2 separate regions of the Mus musculus genome follow, and region 1 is linked to region 2. A link is a contact called in public promoter capture Hi-C data. All regions are on one chromosome and are shown on one strand. Each heading gives the region's core, a stretch centred on a gene start, on an enhancer-like site or on the middle of the called end of the contact. The rest is flanking DNA. Distances are from core to core; before and after follow the strand shown. Region 1 has its middle 34 kb from the start of Gm32949. Region 2 holds the start of Boll (boule homolog, RNA binding protein).

Evidence for each region. Promoter capture Hi-C pulls out the DNA fragments that hold promoters and counts their contacts.
Region 1: a promoter capture Hi-C map of liver shows a contact between it and region 2, with 5 times the contacts expected there. The contact joins the enhancer-like site here to the promoter of Boll in region 2. A contact is called at or near these places in 11 of 39 promoter capture datasets (the 3T3-L1 cell line, 3T3-L1-derived adipocytes, the C10 cell line and 8 more), 1 of 484 Hi-C or Micro-C datasets (bone marrow-derived macrophages) and 2 of 9 other capture datasets (adipose tissue and liver).

Annotation. Positions count from the first base shown.
Region 1 is chr1:55,853,429-55,856,883 of GRCm38.p6, reverse strand. No RefSeq gene overlaps it. Among named protein-coding and RNA genes, the nearest start is that of Gm32949, 34 kb to the left of the region's middle. Within about 2 kb of position 1,708, at least 5 of the 459 cell types and tissues checked have an H3K27ac peak or open chromatin away from gene starts, as enhancers often do. A contact at or near this core is called in 3T3-L1-derived adipocytes, where this site is marked.
Region 2 is chr1:55,361,710-55,365,230 of GRCm38.p6, reverse strand. It overlaps Boll (boule homolog, RNA binding protein), which reads left to right and starts at 1,478. Exons shown (of 11, transcript NM_001368767.1): 1 at 1,478-1,932. The coding sequence starts at 1,912.

The sequences.
Region 1 (3,455 bases), core at 459-2,958, 490 kb before region 2:
TGATATTCATTACACTGGTGATTTTTCTGGGTCTGAGTTTCTGAGGCTCATGGCCAGGGCAAGAGTGTGGTTGAATATTTAGGTCAATTCTTCAAGGACAGAGGATGGTCACATGAGACCTGAGACTGATCATCTAGCTCCAACTTAACATTTGAGACAAGAGGACAGAAAGTTGACTCACTGACAGAGCTGAAGGCAGAAAAGAAAGGTGTAGTGGGTTGGCCTAATGCTGGTTGTATTCTAATGCTAATTTGGTGACCACAAGACTGGTTGTCCCAGAAGAGAGAGGCCTCCTGTAAGATGCTGAGTGACCCTCCCTAAGGTTATTTCTGATTGGTAAATAAAGATGCCAACAGTCAATAGCTGGGCAGAAGGGGGATTTAGGCGTATAGGTGGGGTTTAGGTTTCAAGGGCTTGGGGTCTGAAGAGGATCAAGAGAGGAAGAAGGTGCAGGAGAGGAAGAAGAAGGATCAGGAGAGGAAGATGGGGGAGCCACCATGGGTTAGGTGTCAAGAGAGCATGGCCCTGAGGGTGCCCAGTTGGAGTTAAGAGCAGCCCAGATGGAAAACAGTAAATAGTAAATAATTCAGGGTTATCAATAGAAAAGAAGATTCTTACAGCACAGAGGATAGGCAGCTGCCCAGCTATTGTGCTGCCAAAGGCTTATTACAAATATAAAGGCTATGTGTGTTTTTTAATTCAGGAACTCAATGACAAAAGTTAGGTTAGAAGCCCCGGGCCAGAATTTAAATACTTACTACAATAAAAAGTCTTTCTCTAAGGCAGTTTGGAGCACAGTTAGGGTCAAGTCCAGGAATATTCCATAATCCCCAGTCCCGTTCTTTCCTCTGACCTCCTTTTTGGGCACCAGAAACTATTCAGTCGATCAGTGTGAGTTGTTGGGGGGCGGGGGGATCGCTTTATTCCCCAAATCAGCTAGTCTTGCTTCACATCAACCACTGAACAGTCTCATGGAAATTATGAAATGACCTTTGTAAAGCTATGTTTGCTGTAATATTTCTATCCATGTGAAACTATATAGCTGTTGTCATCTTAACATGTTCCCATGGTTCAGAATCACCACGTTAACAGCCAGGTCCCCAAAGAAGGCTTGGCAATGGTTCTGGTGCCTGATCATACCCAGCTGAATACTGTGTTTTCTTTTCCTTCTATAGGAGCTGCACTGTGACTTTTCCCCTCACTGATTTCAGTCCATGTCCGTCATTTATCAAGATCAAGTTGCATTTTAAGAACAACTCATAACTGTTTTTAATTCCTCCCCGATTTCTATCACTTGCAGATGCATTCCATTAAAAACTCTTTCCACTTTCACCTCCAAGTGCTTTGGAAACACGCGGGGAAAATGGAAACAGACATTCAACCATATGCGTGTCGGGAACATTCTCACATGCTGCAGCAAATGAGGTAGGACAGTTTGAAAGGACTCATTTCTCACTGGGAGAACATTTTAGGTAGCGTGGCTTTTTGCCCTGTCTTCCTAACATTCCCAGACATGTTACAGATTGAGGCAGGAGAGAGGAAGATTTCCTGGGGGTTCTAGTAACTAAACGTTTTCCCTGGGAACAAATTTGGCCACATTCTCTCCCACAGGAATCCTTCTTTTGAGAGGACTCGATGGCTCTATAACACGGTGCTTTAATCAACATTAGGGAGCTGTGTCCCTTTAGACTGCCTCAGCAGCTTGTGTGGAACTCCACTCAGAGTGGGGCAAGCCAGCTGGCAGCCGTGCCAAGCCTTCTTCTGGATCTCCATTAACTTGTTGATTTGATAACCTCACTAATTCATTTGACTGATTAACTTATGTCTTCACTTATGTAAATAACTGCAGAGTCTAATACACATTAAGTCTTCCATGGCTTGGGGCTTTCAGGATCTATGCTAGCTGCTCATACCATGAAAACCTCCCTGTGCTCCATGCCTTGTGTGTTTCAATGCTTTTTCCTCACTGGTGTGGTTGCATCTCTTGAAAGGAAAGACAGTGGATAGGCAAGCCAGCACTTGTGATTTACTAGCTCCGGTATGTTGGAACTTAGCAGGCTAAGTGGTAAAGGATGTTAGGCCTGAGTTCCTGCCACGACAGAAGATTGGAAGGAGAGTAGAGAAAAACCAGAGCATCCTGCCTGACCGATAAAATCTGATGCTCAGAAGCAGGACTTTCAGGTGGAGGATTGAATAGCTTGGAGCCCATGGCCTGCCCTACCCCAACTAAGCAGTAGGACAATCTGAAACATCCTTTAAGGGTACCATTTAAAGCCTTACTTTATGGGTAGAATCCTGGGGAAATTTGAGGGAAATGATTGGGTCTCTCCATCTGTAAGACCTCAAAACAAAACACATTGCACAGAAGTGAGCTCACAGAACCCACCAAGTATGAACAAGTGTGTCACTGGGCTGGGTTTGAAGGTTTCCAATGTTCAAGCCAGGCAATGTTCAAGTTGGTGTCTCTTTCTTCCTTCAGTGCCTTGCATAGGAGACAGAAATGTACATGATGTGTGGGGACCTTGTAAGCTCCATGGAAAATGCTGTGATGGAGTCTCAAGAGGAAACCAGTGCATCCCCAGGCAATGAAACAGAACGCAATAGGATAGAGTGGCAGTCAGCATGGATGGGTCTTGCATTCCTCGTAAAGGGTTACAAACCCTCATGATGGATCACAGTATAAATTGCATGAGGACTCTGTGAATCTGGCACCTATCAAGTTGTCTTAGTCAATGTTCTATTGCTGTGAAAAGACACAATGATCACAGCAACTGTTATTGAAAACAAAACAAAACAAAACAAAACAAAACAAAACAAAACATTTACCAATACCATCATGGCAGGAAGCATGGCAGCACACAGGCAGACTTGGTGTTGGGGAGCAGAAAGTTCTACATCCAGATAGGCAGGCATCAAGAAGAGAGAGACACTGAGCCTGACTTGAATAATCAAAACCTTCAAGTCCAACCCAGTGACACACTTGCTCCAACAAATATACATCTACTCCAACAAGGACTCCTCTCCTAATGCCATTCCTGAAGCATTCAACTCTATGGCCCTATGAGATCCATTCTTATTAAAACCACCATATTCCACTCACTAGCCCCCATAGGCTTCAATACAGAAATCTGTTCAGTCCAACTTCAGAAAGTCCCCATAATCTATTACAGTCTCAAGTTCAAAGTCTCTTATGAGACTCATGGTGACCTCGTAACTGTGACCCCTTGTAAAATCAAAACCAAAAAGCAAATCACATACTTACAACATACAATGGCAAAGGATATGTATTACTATTCCAAAATAGAGTAAAGGGGTAATAGGAAATACTGGACCAAAGTGAGACCAAAAACCAACCATGCAAATTCCAAACTCTGCATCTTCATCTCTAATGTCAAATTGCTCTTCAGATCTCCCACTCCTTTCAGCTTTGTTGACTGCAACATTCTTCTTCTCCT
Region 2 (3,521 bases), core at 229-2,728:
TTTATCTGGGAACTGAATGATCATAGTTGGAGAAGAGACCCCAGTTGAGTTTAAATATTTTGGCAACAAGGACTAATGTCTGAACTTTGCCTTCCAGCAGCATATCCCATTATGAGCATAAGAACTGTACTGTCTACTAAGTTGATCCAATATAATTTTGTGTGATTCAGCCAAGTATTTTTTAAGTTCCTTTTGGATAAGAAGTAAAAGAGGAGCTGAACTGAGGAGTGTAGCTATCTTCCCTAACACAGTCACTGTTCCCTCAAGTTTGTTCATTATGTCAGACCAAGTATTTCCTGTGACAAGTGGCCTTTTTAGAAGATGCTCCCTTCAAAAGTAACTATTCTAGTAGGAAAGAAAAAGACTTCAGAAGAAAAGAGCACTAATCAAATAATAATCAAATCCTTAGTTACAACTGGAGGGATAGAATGCCCAAAAATCAATTCTAGAATATGTACTTAAATCTGAATACACATCTGTGTATTATTCCTTTTCCACAGAAACTCAAACCTGAGAAAATGAGTTTAAATTGTATGCAGAAAAGTATTCCAACTGCTAGGATGCTTCTACAATTAACAAAAATTGTTTCCCATCTTATTTTTGGTAAATAACTAAGCTTTTGGATATTTATTCTTGATAACTAACCTTTGGACATATTAACATTAATATTGTTGCTGCTTACTCTGAGGACAAGTTATGTAACTTTTTACAGTTGCTGATACTGATCTGATGGCTTAAAGCCCTTAAAAGCCAGCCCATTGAGATGAAGAATCGGGGTTGCAGAGCGCTAGGGTTAAAGCTACAGCTTTAGACTTTGACCCAAGTATTTAGCCACCTATTTACAGTAGAAATGACCATAAAGCACTGCACCGGAAACAAGATATGTGTATGATGGATAGTTGCTTATAATAATGACAGTCCTTATTACATGAATTTATCTAACAGAAATTACATACTACTTAAGAGAGAAGGTAGGCTCTCAGGCACTTTTTAAAAAGTCCTTGCAAAGGAGTCTTTGAACGGAGTTCCCAAAGCTATGGGGCCAAGTCTAATGAAGCTGGTTCCCTTCCCTTAGGCTCTCTCCTACTTTTATTTTATTTGCTTGTTTGTTCTTTTATGGGAGAGTGGGGGTGGGAGGGAGAGAGGGAGGGAGGGAGGGAGGGAGGGAGGGAGGGAGGGAGGGAGGGAGACAAGGTCTCACTGTGTAGCCCTTAAACTAACTATCCTTGAACTCGGTATATAGACCAAGCTGACCCTGAACTCAGAAATCCTCCTACTCTGCCTCCCAAGTGCTGAGATGAAATATGCATTATTAGCCAGGAGCGCAGGGCAGCTAGCCTACCAGGGGCCTGAACTGCGCTGCCCCGCCCTCCCTGGCAGGGATGAGTGACAGCGACAGCGACAGGTGCTGAGAGCAGAGGCGTCCGCTGCTTCTGTGTGTGGCGCCCGGAAGGGGGAGCAGAGTTTGCACGTGGGAACTTGTCTTCCTGTCTTCGAGCCAGCTTTCGGAAGTCCCCAGAGGCCACTCTCTGTAGTAGACCCTAGAGGTCGGCCCTCCAGGGCAGGGAAGGCTCGCCGCTCTTGCCTTCCGCGGCGCGTTCCCCTCCGCTCGCAGTGCTCGCGTCCGTCCGTCCAGCCGTCCGTCCTGCCGCCGCTGGCAGTCGCGGTGCGCGCCGTCCGTGCCGCCGCCCCGGCGGCCCCGGGACTTGCGCACAGCGCCACCGCCACCGCCGCCGCGCAGCCCGCCTCCCCCGCCCCCACAGGGCAGCTCGCCCGGCTCGGAGACTGCGCCACTGCAGCCGCCGCCGTCGCCGCCAGGGGGAGCGAGTCCCCGACGGGAGACGCGCCGGCTCGCTTCCTGCGAACGCGCCTTCCAACTTGAGCTTCCCGCGAACTCCGGAGATTAGAAAGATGGAGACCGAGTCCCGGGCGGTGAGTGCTGAGGGCCGGCCGGACTCTGCGCGGCCCGGCTTCGGACGGGCTGGAAAGAGTGGACTTTGGAGTCGAAAGCCTTGCTGTGGGGTTGGGAAGGAACGCGCCGCGGGAGGGCAGCGGGCAGCCCCGCTGAGGAGAGCGGCCCCTCGGGCTGTGTGAGAAGGGGCGCTGGGGGTGGGGGAGGCGGCGCTGGCCCTCGGTGGGGCGGACGGGCAGCTCGGGGGAAACGGCCATCGGCCAAACATGCCTAGCGAGCGGCCGCCCTCAAGTGTTCCCGCCCGGACGGCGGCGCCCTCGACGGCTCGCCCTTTTCAGGACACGTTCTCGCGGGCACGAGTTGCGCGGCCGTCGTCGACGCCCCGACCCGGGGCAAGGCCTGAGCCCGGGAAGGCCTGAGCTACGCGCGCTGCCCTGTCAGGCCTGGGCCCGGCTGGGGCCTAGGGGCCCCCACCGCCCCCGCCCTCCCAGTGCAGCCTGGTAACGTGCCGCGCCCCGCCCCGTGCCCGGCCGCCAGCCAATCAGCATGCGCCCACGCAAGGCCGCGGCCCCGCCTTGCACGAGGCGGCCAGCGCGTGGTAGGTGCCGTTGAGGGTTCCCGCCACCGCTGCTGGCGGGTTTGCCTGACAAAATTTCTCGCTGGCTGGCCTTCTTTTCCCTCCCGCACTTTGGTGGGGAGGGGGGAGACCCTCGTGTCGGTGTCCCGGTCCACGATGACCCGAGAGAACCCGAGGACGTTGTCAATCCGGCCATTTGCCCCATCGCCTCAGCCTGCTGGCCTCCGAGGGGAAGGAGCACCGAGGCGGTGACTGCGACGGTTAGCCCACCTCTTCCTTTGTCTTTGCAAAGATGATCCATCTCGAGGTCGAGGTTAAGCCTCAGAGGAGACGGCACTAGGGCCATGTTACCTTGGAAGAGCATCTTAAGAAACTCGTTGGTGGTCGAGCTTTACGGGGAAGCAGAGGGTCCAGACTAAGGATCCTGGAGCAGGCAGCCTCCTAGCTCCATGCTTTCAAATGGTTGACAGTGGGAGGTTCCCTCTCCTCAAATTCAGTGCTAACCTCGAAGGAACTTGATGTTACCTCTGTCAGAGCCTTGTTGCCTCTAACCATAAAATGGGTTCTAGAATGTTACTGATACTTCGGTCCTTACCCAAATGTTGACCAAGTACCAAGCAGGTCTCTCCTGAAACCTGGTTTATACAGTCAACAGATAGATAGGCACTGAACACTTGCTATGCGATGTTTCTGTTTTGCATGTCGCAGTGAGTTAAAAAAAAAATAGGCAAGCATCCTGTCTTCATGAATATTACAGCATAGTAATATATTACAGGTATATATGTGGTATCTTAGAAAATAAGAAAGAAAGCCATAACATCCACACTGGAGCCTTAAAAACAGGGACTGAAGTGATTTGGTTGTTTTAAAATCATTTTCTCAGTGTTTGAGGTCTCTTCACTTGGGACTGATTTCATCCACCTCTCACAGGAAAATGGAGTCTTCTTACTTAAACTTGAAAACAAACTAGTACTTCCATTGAACTCCTTTGTTTTTACAGAATTTTGTGAAGACATCATTATTTAACAAATT